2 separate regions of the Rattus norvegicus genome follow, and region 2 is linked to region 1. The links are chromatin contacts, called in public Hi-C maps. All regions are on one chromosome and are shown on one strand. The core of a region is the stretch at or near the end of the contact, and the rest is flanking DNA. Distances in the headings are between cores, read along the strand shown. Region 1 has its middle 80 kb from the start of Emp1. Region 2 overlaps Grin2b (glutamate ionotropic receptor NMDA type subunit 2B).

What was found. A called contact is a pair of places that touch in the nucleus more often than the background predicts.
Region 2: a Hi-C map of frontal cortex shows a contact between it and region 1, with 1.8 times the contacts expected there. The contact joins two enhancer-like sites. A contact is called at or near these places in 2 of 12 Hi-C or Micro-C datasets (Schwann cells and frontal cortex).

Annotation. Positions count from the first base shown.
Region 1 is chr4:170,020,969-170,027,098 of GRCr8, forward strand. No RefSeq gene overlaps it. Among named protein-coding and RNA genes, the nearest start is that of Emp1, 80 kb to the left of the region's middle. Within about 2 kb of position 2,858, at least 11 of the 93 cell types and tissues checked have an H3K27ac peak or open chromatin away from gene starts, as enhancers often do.
Region 2 is chr4:170,610,080-170,616,209 of GRCr8, forward strand. All of the region lies in intron 2 of Grin2b (glutamate ionotropic receptor NMDA type subunit 2B), which reads right to left. Among named protein-coding and RNA genes, the nearest start is that of Grin2b, 160 kb to the right of the region's middle. Within about 2 kb of position 2,717, at least 16 of the 93 cell types and tissues checked have an H3K27ac peak or open chromatin away from gene starts, as enhancers often do.

The DNA.
Region 1 (6,130 bases), core at 1,608-4,107:
TTCTCTTCCTCCTCTTCCCATTCCTCCTTCTCTTCCTTTGTCTGGGTCTTCAATGCATCCCAGGTAGGATCAAACTTGTATTGATTTTCTTGGTTTTGCCTCCTGGATACTGAGATTACAATCATGTGCCACCATGCCCAACCCTGCCCAGTAATATCTGGTTCCCTCTGAAGCAGCTTTACACACAGGACTTTTTTTGGTCTGCTAATCACTTCACTGCCAGGGCCAAAGAACCTGTACTGAGTAGTTTTATGTCAATTTGACATAAGCTAGAGTCAGCAGAAAGGAAACTGAGAAAAGACCTCCATAAGATCTGACTGCAGGGAAGTGTTTAGCTTTAGTGATCAATGGGAAAGAGCTCATCTCACTGTGGGTGGCACCACACCTGGGCTGACTATCCTGGGTTTTATAAGAAAGCAGGCTGAGTAAGCCATGATGAACAAGCCAGTGAGCAGCACCCCATCATAGCCTCTGCATAGTTCTTGTATCCAAGTCATTGCATCTAAATTCCTGCCTTGTGTGAGTTCCTGCACTTACTGCTTTTGATGATGAACTATCATACGAACTGTGAGCACAATATACCCTTCCCTCTCCAAATTATTTTTGATCATGGTGTTTCATCACAGCAATAGTAACACTAGCTCTGACAAGTTGGTACTAGGAGTGAGGTATTGCTGTGACAGGCCTGACTATGTTGTTGGTTGACAGGATGAGGAGTTTTGACTAGAAAAGCAGTGTATCCTTTGATGAGGGCTTGGTGGGCCATACCAGGAGAAGTGTGGAAAGCAATGGTGCTGAGAGCAACATAGATTATGACACACTGGCTTAAAGGAGACACACTTCTCAAAGGAGAAGAATTTTAGGTGGCCTAGAGACCATTCTTGTGGTAATTTAAGACTGTGTTGTTTTCTGCCCTTGTCCAAACAAACAATCTGCTCAAGGCAGATTGAAGTGTCTTTGGCATTGTCAGAGGAGATTTCAAGACAGCCTAGTATTGACTCTGCTGTGTGATTATTAGTGGTCACTCTTACATAGATCTATAATGAAAAGGACCAAGTTGAACAAAGAAAAATGCAAAATGTACAGTTTGAGGAGAAAAGGGCACCAGGAAATTTAATGGAGATAAATCCAGTGCTCAAAGAGTTAAAAAGTATAAGGAAAAGACTATTCAATACTAAATGGAATAAAAGGAGAGGTGACCTCAGGGCAAGACTCAATCTAGTTAAGTTGCCAACTTGTGAAAATGAATTTAAAGAAAAGCTTAAAGAGTGAAGAAAACACTCGGCAACAGAACACTGATGAACATGGCAGCTTCAGCCACATGGATCTGGTTTTAGCATCAAGGATAGACCCACAGGCTAAGGAAAGCCACTGAGGCCAGGCATGCATTAGGGGTAGCTATGCATGGAAAATCAGAAAGGGTGAGGTCATTACATGAAACTTTGAAAGTAGAGCCATGTTTTTGCTTGAGACCCCAAGATGTTGGAGATGCCAGAGCCATGGGATACCTGCCAAGGAGAGCTACTGTCCCTGGAATCAACCCATGAAAAAGAAGTGTGTCACTGTCAGCAAGGCTGAAAGGAGTAGGTGACTGGATGAGTGCTTTGACATCAGACATGGAGATGCAAGTTTAGTGTTTGCCCTGATGGTTTTTGTCTTTTGTTGGTCCAGTATTTTCTGACTCTTGTAGTCAAGGTTCTGATTGCTGTGACAAAACACTATGACCAAAGCAATGTGGGGAGAAAGGGGTTTATTTGGCTTATACTTCCATATAGCTGTTCATCATCAAAGGAAGTCAGGACAGGAACTCATGCTGGGCAGGAACCTTGAGGCAGAAGCTGATGCAGAGACTGTGGATGGGTGCTGCTTACTGGTTGGTCCTTGTGGCTTGTTCAGTCTGCTTTCTTATAGAACCCGTGACCACCAGCCTAGGTATGTCATTACCCACAATCAGTAATAAAGAAAAACTCTTACGGACCTGCCTGCAACACAATCTTATAGAGGCATTTTCTTAATTGAGGTTTCCTCCTCTCAAGTGACTTTAGCTTGTGTCAAGTTGACATAAAACTGCCCAGCACACTCATTGTGCTTCATTTCCTCCCCTTTGGAATAGTAATGTGCATTCTGTGCCAAGGAATGTTGAAAGTATGAGATCTGCTCTTTATTTTTTGTTTTATAGGGGGGTTAGAGTTAAGAGAATGCCATGAGTCTGAGAAGAGATTTTGTATTTGGGACTATGAAATACTATGGGGACTTCGGAAGCTTGACTAAATACGCTTTGCATTATGATACAGCTGTAAGTCTATGGAAGCCAGAGAGTAGAATGTGATAGTCTGAATAAGAATGTTCCTTGTAGGCATATATATTTGAATCAGAGAGTGACACTATATGAGGAGGATTAGAAGAATTGGGAGGTATGGCCTTGTTGGAGAAAGTGTGTCACTAGAGGTGGTGGGCTTTTAAAGTTTCCAGGCTTTCTCTCTGCCTACTGCCTGTAGATCAGGATACAGTTCTTAGCCACTGTTTCAGTGACTTGCTTCCTGCCATGATGATAATGGACTATATGTCTCTAAAACTATAATCACCAAGATAGCACAGAGAGGGTAAGAGGCTGTGTGACACTTGGAGTAGGTCATGCATCTTGAAGACAGGGGCCGTGTCCGTGTCCCCTCGGTGCTTAGAATAGCACTTGTCGTGGACTGAACATTCAGGAAGTGCTTGTTGAATAAATGCATAAACAAATAAGTTTCAACAGAGCCCTCTCCACCACCAATGGTCCCCCTAACTCCGAGCCAAACACAAACAGTTGGAGGGAGGTGCCTTCCTTAGTGCCCAAGAGCAGTAGCAGCAGATGGTGCTGTCCAGATATGAGACCTTGTCCTTTTACTCCTGCATTGAGCTCCCCACTCTCTACTCTTGTCCCTCTCTGAGTTGTCCCTGCTCCAGGAAGGTGGCCAGCTGAAGCCACAGGCCTTCCAGCAGAAAACACCTGGCTGGTCAAAGCCTTTTTGTCTCTGCAATTACCTTCTATTTCCCTCTCCCTCTTCAATTTCATGCAAAGCCAACTGGTGTTTCTTTTCAAGCAGCTGAGAGCACCAGATGGAAGGGTGGGGGAGGTGGAGGCAGGGTGCGAGGCATCGAAGGGACAAGCAGGGCTGTGGATGGGGGGGGGCATTAGGAAGCATGTGATACCGGGACAGTGCCAGGCAGGTCAATGGAGGTAGGGAAGGCAGAAAGGGTGGAGAAAGCCAGCAGGCACCATACGTGTACACGTACACACGCAGTACTTTCAACATACCATTAAAACAGAGAAATGTTCTGGTTTCCGTAGCAACAAGGACGAGATCGGTGCCTCAGCCAGTGAAACTTATTGGGGGAAAAAGGCATTTGCCTGTTAAGGAGCCTGATGAATTGGGGGATAATTGTACAGCGTTCTGCCACCATTAACACATATAATAATAATTCAGAAAATACTGTAAAGAGAACAGAAGATTGATGAAAATCCCACAGAGGCAGGGGTGGGAGGGAGGGGCAGAAGGCAGAGAAATGGGATATAGGAATGTTCTAAGTAAATATCCCAGGGTGGGCACTTGGTGTGAGGTAGCATTGGAACCAGCTCATATGTCAGTCTCCAGAGGTCTAAGGTGAAGCTGGTTATATCTGTCCCCAATTCTATAGAGAAAGTATGTTGTTGTGTCCTGTTCTCATTCAAGGCTTCAGAAAGTAGGTAAGTGGATATGGAAAGTCTAAAAGTTTGTAGTAGTGGACTCTGTGACATCTGGGCCCTGCGTCTGCATTTCTCATAGTGTCCAAAGGAACTATGGACCATCAAAGGATAGGACAGTAGAGGAGATTCCTGACAACTGAGTCATATATAACAGAATCTTGCCTGTGGGAGAAGAAAAAGAAATCACAATTATCTTGCTCTCTTGGTAGCAAAGACTCCATGCCAAGTGCATAGTAGTTGCTAAATAAAATGGTGCTACTAATGGGGACTGGGATGACGGGGACAAGGACTACAGTTCAGTCGGTAAAGTGCTTGCTTTGCAAGCATGAGGAGGACCCGAGTTCACATCCCCAGTGGTCACATATAAAGCCAGATGTGCTACTATGCACCTGTAGTCCCAGTGCTAGGGAGACAGACAGGGACTTGCTGTCCGGCCAGGCTAGATGTACCAGAGAACTCCAGATTCAATGAGAGACCATTTCAAAACACAAGGTAGGGAGGGAGCAGTATGAGAAGACAGTCTGCCAGTCTCTGGCCTCCACTAACATGTGAATGAAAGACTATATAAATGGATGGATAGATGATTTAAAAGAGTGAGCAAATGGACGGATGGATGAGAATCAGGAGAGGGGACCGGTGTTCTCATCTCCTGCTTGCTTCTGGTAACTTAGTGGCAGATTAGACTCTCAGAGGGGGTGTCTCTCCATGAGATACGCATTAGGATTCTGGGACAAGACAGTTCTGTGCCCCAGAAGACTTTCGAGCAGTGAGGCCATTTGAATATTCCTTACTCTGTCCTGAGATATATCCTGTGGTATATCACTCTATTGGCTCTGTTGACTTAGAGGGAAGGTGCCGCCCACTGCCTCAGAGCGCCCAGGCCCGTTCTTGATCCTGTGGGTCAGGGTTTTGTTCTGAATCTGTTTTTCCACCTCTGATTTCCTACACTACCAGAGGCTGGTCTTGGCAGACAACCCGCACTTTCATTCAGAACCACACTAGCTATCACCTTGTGGTGGTTTCAACGAGAACCATCCCCATAGGCACTTATATGTGGAATGCTTAGTCATCAGGAAGTGGACATGTTTGGGAAAGATTAGGAGGTGAGGCTTTATTGGAACCGAGGTGGCCTTGTCAGAGAAGGTGTGTCTCTGGGGTGGGCTCTGAGGTCTCTTTTACTACTTGCTGCCCATGCATCAGGATGTAAAACTCTCAGCTACTGCTTAGTGTCATGGGCATCTGCTTCCCTCCATGATAATCGTGCATTAACCCTTGGACTCACATACTTCAGCAAGTGCCCAGTCAGCCATGCTCTTGAAATAAACACATTGTTTTACAAGGACGTGGCTGTGACCATTCCTTTGGTCTACTGTTGGTACCCTACCTTGGGTCAAAAGACATTTGTTTGTGTCTCCCTGGGAAAAGCCACCCTGAAAGTGTTTACTTGTCCATTATGTCTCCCTTGGTTATGCTATGCTCCTATGACTACAGACTTGGGAGTTGTGTCTCTGGGGATTTCCGCGCTGGTGGCAGCTCCTTTGAGAGAGCCTTGAGCACCAGAAGAACCTAACGCCAAGGTGAAAGACGTTCATCTAAAGTCTCTGAGAACAGACTGAAAGCACCAGGCTCCATCCCAAGCAGATCGACTTTGTGACAATGGGCTCCTTGCAGAGCAAGCATGCACCATGCACACGATGCCTGGTGGGTTTGAGGAGGGCTATGTGACCTGATGGGAATGTGAGGGGTGACAGAGCCATCTGCTACTCATAGCCCATATTCCAGAACTCTGGAAGGCGCTCCAGGGATGTTGAGCAAATTGTTCAAGGTCAAACAGCAGCATGAACCGAGTGTCCAGGATGCCTCTGGACTCTTGGGTCCTAGGATCACTGCAGGTACAGGAAACAGGTAGAGTAGTGGACTCCTCTCCCAAAGCAGCTGTTCGGGAATCAGAGAAGAGAATACGGACTGGGTGCTTGGAGATGGAGGGAGGCCTGGCTCAGAGCAGGGAGAACTTCATGTTATCCTGTGAAAGAATTATATTAAACAGATTCTATTCTGACTATCAACAGATTTTCACATTTCCACCTTCCCCCTCCGCAATTACATCCTTCAGCCCCCACCTTTCCAAACAGAATGTTTCCTTCCTGCTTGTACTGTAAGACAGCAAAATTGGCTTTCCCTTCAGACTCTGCCTCCTGTACAGCACCATCTGGGGCTGCATAGCTTACTCTGTCGCCTTTCTTTCTTATAAAATTCTTTCTTATATTATTATTATTATTATTATTATTATTATTATTTATTGTCATTACTATTATTAATATTGGGGATTGAAACCTGAAGCCGGACTCAAATCAGGTAAATGCTCTACGAGGAGCCCACATCCCCAGCCTCTTTTTCCTTCTT
Region 2 (6,130 bases), core at 1,467-3,966, 590 kb after region 1:
TTAAGGAGAAAGGGTTAATTCTGGTTCATGGCTCAAGGTACAGTCCGCCGTGATGGGAAAATGTGGAGCTGGCTACACAGTGGAGAAACAGAGCGATGTAAAGTACCGCTGTTCCTTTAGATGGTTCAGGATCCCTTGGCCAGGGAATGATCCCACCCACAATTAAGACGCTTCCCACATCAATTAGTACACTGCAGACAATCCCTGAAGTGAAGCTGGCAATTGACCCTAACCACCACACTTTTACCATACACAGCTTTTTTGAATTTGCAGTGTCCTGGGACCCTGTTAATTTCATCGTCAAACTTATTCGATTTAGAATCACCATGGAAACACACATCTGTATCTATGAGGGTGTTCTCAGAGACATTTAATAGAGCAGAAAAGACATGCCCTGAATTTGGGCAGCACCATCCACAAGCTAGAGTCCTGGTCAAATAGTAAAGCAAGCTGGACACCAGTAGTCATCTCTTTCTGCTTCTTGACCACAAATGCAACGTGACCGCCACCTTATAACCCTGCTACCATGAGCGCCTCTCCACAATCAAGCTAAGCCTTCAAACTGTGTAGTAATGCAAACCTTTTTTTCCTAGGTTGATTTTAAGAAATTGTGTCACAGTGATGAGAAAAATAATTAAAACAGCCCCTGAAAATGCCTTGTGTGGGAAAGATGTTTGCACCCCCATTCATGCTGAGGCTGTTTATCGCCCCAAGCATCTCCTACAGTAGCTGTGAGACTGCTGGAAAGACTGAGAACGTTGAGAGCCTAAGCACAGCACCTCTTCCTTGCCACAGTCCACTCACAAAGGGCTTCTAGGTAAAAAAGAAATCCTTAGTGTCACCCAGACCAAACAGGTATTAGGTGCAAAGCTGGCAAAAGAAAAAAAAAGGACTCTGAAAGTCTCAGGAACCTCCGTGGGCACAGACTGCCAGGGAGGGGGTTGAAGGATGCATGTGGGCAGAGCATTGGGAAAGTATAAGACCCACCCAGCTCTGACTCCAGGTACTTAAATTAGCATCCTGGGGGAGAGAAGCAGGCAAGGGCTTAAGGAAGCAAGGGGGAGAGAAAGAGCGAGAGTGAGAGAGAGAGAGAGAGACAGAGAGGACAGAGACAGAGAGACAGACCCAGAGAGACACAGAGAAATGCAGAAACGTAGAGACACAGAGAGACATAGATGGAGAATGAGACAGAGAGAGACAGAAAGAGAGACAGAGACGACAAAGAGGCCACATGAGGAAAAAAAAAAAAGGAAGGGAAAAGCAGCTGCAATGTGTCCTAATTTGGAGAGCTGGGCCACATTGCCATGACAACTCTGAATGGCCACGAGGCAGCCGGGCATGGCTTTAAACACTGAGTTAAATAGTTTAACTATGAGGAAGAAAGAAACGGATGTAGGGGCTTTAGAAAGATAGAAAGGCCTGCGGCCTGCAGAGGTCCAGAAAGATGCTGGCCAGGCCTGGCTGCGTTTCAAGGGAGATTTCCAACAGTGGAGCTAAGGTTCCACTCTGGATCTGGATCTCTGATCTGGGCAGCGTGGAGACTGGGTATGTGTGTCTAGTTCACCTGTACCTTAAGAAAGATTCCCCTAAATGTACATGGATGCTAGCCTAGGAGTTCTCCAGGCATCAGGGAGACCCTCAGAACTACACCAAAGTCAAAGCTGTATGTCACTCTGAGGCCTTGTACAGTGATCCACGGGACACTGTAGTCTCCTAAAGGTGAAGGAGGGTCCTGAGACCACAGAGGGCTGAGCATGGCCAAGACGCAGCTGCACCTGTAACCCATACACAACACACTGGCTGGGAGCCCTGGGCTCTGGGGGGAAGGCACATCTCACTTGTATAAAACAAGAAATTAAAAGCCACCTGGAAACCGTGCCTCCGTGAAGCTGCACCGTGTGGGTGCTCTCAGATGTAGGCAGCGAGGACAGCAATTTGGGAAATAGTTTTCAGAGTGGCTCTGGACCTTTGGAAAATATGAATTAGCATATAAAACTGTTCCTCCATCTGGAGCATTAATTACTCAAATTACACACTTAATGCTCGACATTTTATTTTACCTGGCAAAAAGGTCCTCGACCTCCTTGCCTACCGCAGTACTTTTGATCTTCTGCTATTAAAAAGAGAAGTTTCTCTTTCCTTACCTACCCCCATCATCCCCTCTAAGTCCTCTAGCAGGGCCCTGGATCTCCCATGGGAGTGGAGGGAGCTATGTGACTCTGCCATGTAGGATCAAGCCAAACCGTGAGGACAGCAGTGAACTGGTCCATGCCACATAGCCACTCAAATGTCAAAGGAGGGAGTGGTGTGTGTTGCAAGTATCCAGGCAATTGGACAAGTTCCCAGATGACACTGGGATGGAAAGCGCATTTTTCCTTGTAGCTGAACACCAGCAATAAACACAGAAGAGTCCGCTTGCCCCTCCCTCCCCCCGGGCAACGCACACCACCTCCTTTCCTGTCCACTGACTTAAGTTACATCTCCTGCTCTGTGTATCCTCAGCTGCTGTAGCTCGCTGGCTACTTGTTCTCTGCTCTCTGAGAGCATCCACTGAGCACCCACCCCACCAACGTGGGCCAGAAGCCTTCCATGTCCCTCTCATGGCCAAGACTCAAGGCCAATGCCACAGAGGCCATGGGAAACTTTCTTAGGTCCCATGATAAATGAAACCAAGCCTTTCCCACTGTGAGCCCCCTCTTCTGAGCCTGTCCCTGCCACCTAGGACAGATCTCTTATTAAGTCAGGCCCCCAACCCTTCTCCCATCCTCCAGTCAGCAGTCCTTCACTTGACCATTGTGAGGGATGAAGGAACCATCTACAGAGTGGGGCTGAGCGCCTGGCAGCGAGAAGGGCTCCCTGGCTCTCCAAGCAGCGTGCTAGGCACTCGGGGGTTTGCTTCAATGGCAAGACTAGAATTATTCATCCGATTGAACAGTGCAGAACCCCACAGCTCTCAGAGGTTATGTAATTTCCTAAGTCAAAACTGGTAGGAGCTACCAAATCCAATGTGACGCTCAAACACGCTGCTTTTAATCTCTACCCTCTTCTCAGTGGGACCTCAAATTGCCCCCCAGAAGCATGGAGTTGGCAGAGTGGCTAAAAGGTGACGATTCCACACGAGTGCTGAAGACTAGATAGTGCCTGCGCGGACTGTGTATATTTATTTGCGGGCCACTCCCGTGGTGGGGAGCAAACTGAGAAAAATCAGGGAATGGGCTCCATCTGCAGCCAGCCTCTCGTTGAGCTACTGTGGCTTACTGACTTTCTAATAAATATAATCAAACATTTGGCTAAGGGAGGATAGCATGCCTTGTATTCCTTAACTGTAATACTGGTTGTCTCTAGGTAGGTTTCTGAGTCAACCAGAGATAAGACTATTCGGGAAGGGAAACTCCTTTATTTTCACTAAAATTAAATGAGCAAATGTCTGCAGAGCAGAGGGACGCATTTAAAAAAAAACTGGACAGATGAACGCTTACATAAGAAAAGTAGCAAAGCGGCAACAAAGTCAGGATTAAATTTTTGCTCAGGCCTGTCATGGGAGCTACGAGCCTCCGTGATCAGCGCTGGGGAGGCAGAAGCAGATGGGTTTCTGTGAGTTCAAGGCCAACCTGGTCTGTTCTAGGCCAGCCAGGGCTATATAGCAAAGCTTTGACTCTAAAGCTGTGAACCCAACCAAAGAGAACCCAAAGCACCTATGGAGAAGAAGGTAGCAATGAACACATTTGGACCCTGCTGACTGACCGCTGAGACGCCCATGACCGCCTCTTTCACTGCGGCCAGAATTTCTAGTTGAAAATCCTCATTTCTGAAAAATCTTCCAGCTCCACTGGATTCCTACTCTGGCACTGTTTTTCTCACCAAGCTCCACTTCCCCAGCGTTTCTTTCTGCTCCTCTGTTGAATTAACCTGCGCTTTAGGAATAATAGAGTTACACTGCACTGTTTCTGCACATTACTTAAATGGCTTCTTGTAATGACAGTGCCAACCCTGTGGACTTGGCCTTCTGCTGTCTGTCTCTTCTCCCCCCGCCCCCATCGTATCGTCTTTCTTTTCCATCACCCCTTCAAGGATTAACAGTGTCATGGCACCTGACCCACTGGTCAGTTGTCACTGATGATCAGATATGACACAAGAGAACCTCTAACATGGCCTTGAAGGTATGGGCCAGAGAAGATGGGGTCGGGGGAGCAGTTGGAGAAGGCAGATGTCCTGCTCAAGAGATGAGAGTCATTGAAGGTAGCCACACAGAAGGATGCGCCGGCAAGCCTGTCCCGCTGTAGACACACTCGGGCATGGAGTCTGTCTGTCTCCTTCCCACCTTAATGCTCTCCCAAGCACTCTGGCGCTTGCAGACCTACATTCATCGATAGTCTGATCCACTGGGAAGTCCTTATCTGAGAGCAAGTAAAATCCCAAGTCCCTTAGCAAGGCACCCAATGTCTGGTCTACACTTGGTCATTTACTCTGCCAACGCATGGCCACAAGATGCCACCAAGGACTCTTCTGTGTCTCATATTCATTGATCACACTCCAGCTAAGCCAGCCCTGGTCCAGGAAGCACGGCTGTGATTGAAGCCACCATTGCAGCATGGCCTGCTGGTTTTCCATCATCCAAAATGAGTTATGTGGCAAGATGTGCATAGAGCAGAGTACTGGAGCCCTGGAGTGGCTTCAGCCATTCACTTACACAGGAGTGATGGAGTCTTCCCGATGAAGGAAGTTTGAAAGGGGTCCAATCGGATTAAACGTAACTAAACACACCATCAGCGTGGCGAAAATCTTCGAATCGATCGTTTCAATCCCTTCTAACCAGAATCACACTCAAACCTAAATGCTTACACAATGCTGAGAGCTGAACAAAGCCCTCTCGTGGACCTCATTTTAATCATGATGCCATCCATTATCATCTGATGGACAGAGAAAATTTGGCTCAGAAAAATCCAGGGACTTGGCCAGAGCTTTGCAGCCGACAGGAGGCACAGCCAAAGTGAAGCGCCAGGTGTCAGGGAATGGTCTAGTGACTTCACCTCAGACTTGTGCCTCGGTGGTGCACAGCCCTCGGAGAAATGAGGACAAACACAGGAAAAGCCTCCCTCCCCCAAAAAACCAAGACTAATTCACATACTAAAACAATCCTATGCCACCCATTTGATATTGAAAATTCACCTTCAGTGACTAATAACCTGTCACCTATTTTAATGGATCAATACCGTCAAATGAAATATCCATCATATAAGGAAGGGTTCAAAAGCCTTCCACATCTCTCTGACGAGTAACTGGCCGGAAATGGCTGCTCAGGAAGTAGGGGGGATGTCATTTCCCTCAGTGATGTAGCCACTGGTAAGTTCTTCGTGCTCCAGTAGATAAAAGCCCATTGCCATGCTCGGGCAAGCAACACTAAGAACGGATCCAGGTAAGAGAGGGTAAGAGAGAGCGAATGTCATCAAAAGACACTATACACATGTATGAAATTGTCAAAGAATACACTTTACCATAAAAATCATAGAAAATCTGCATCTGTTTTTGTATCCATTTTTTTCTGAGAACTACAGCATAGATTTATACTTGAATATCTCAGAAGGAAATGTAACGTTTCTCCCCCGCATGGCTGGGGAGAAGTGAGCGGAGTGTCTAATGAAGGACCAGAGCACTTGTCTCTCAAGCAGGAGGGCAGGCCTCTCATCCCTAACAGGGCATTATGCATGCACCACAGGCAGGCTGTGCTGCTGTTTCATCCCGCTCCTCTCAGTTCTGCCCCGCTGCACACTCCTATATCGCCAGGGCCAGACTCACTCCCTCAGCTACTTCTTCATTTGATCTAAACCGAAGCTTGTCATAGACGAACAGCCGGAAAACAATTCAAGGTCAGCTGGTGGGAAGAAGGCAACACAGCAGAGTGAGACAGGTAAACTTCCAGAGCTGAGAGCGAAGTCTTGGATGCTTTTGCAGTGTCAAAGGGCAACAACGTGTGGCCTGGAAATGCAGGGAGACTCTTGTGGTTGGAAACCAAAGACACCTAGTAAAGTCTTGACAACCATTCAATATGTCTGAACCTCACCGTCTCTTCTGGAAAAACGGGGTATACTTCCTTCCTAAGAGTACAAAAAAAACCAAGCAGTTTTATTGA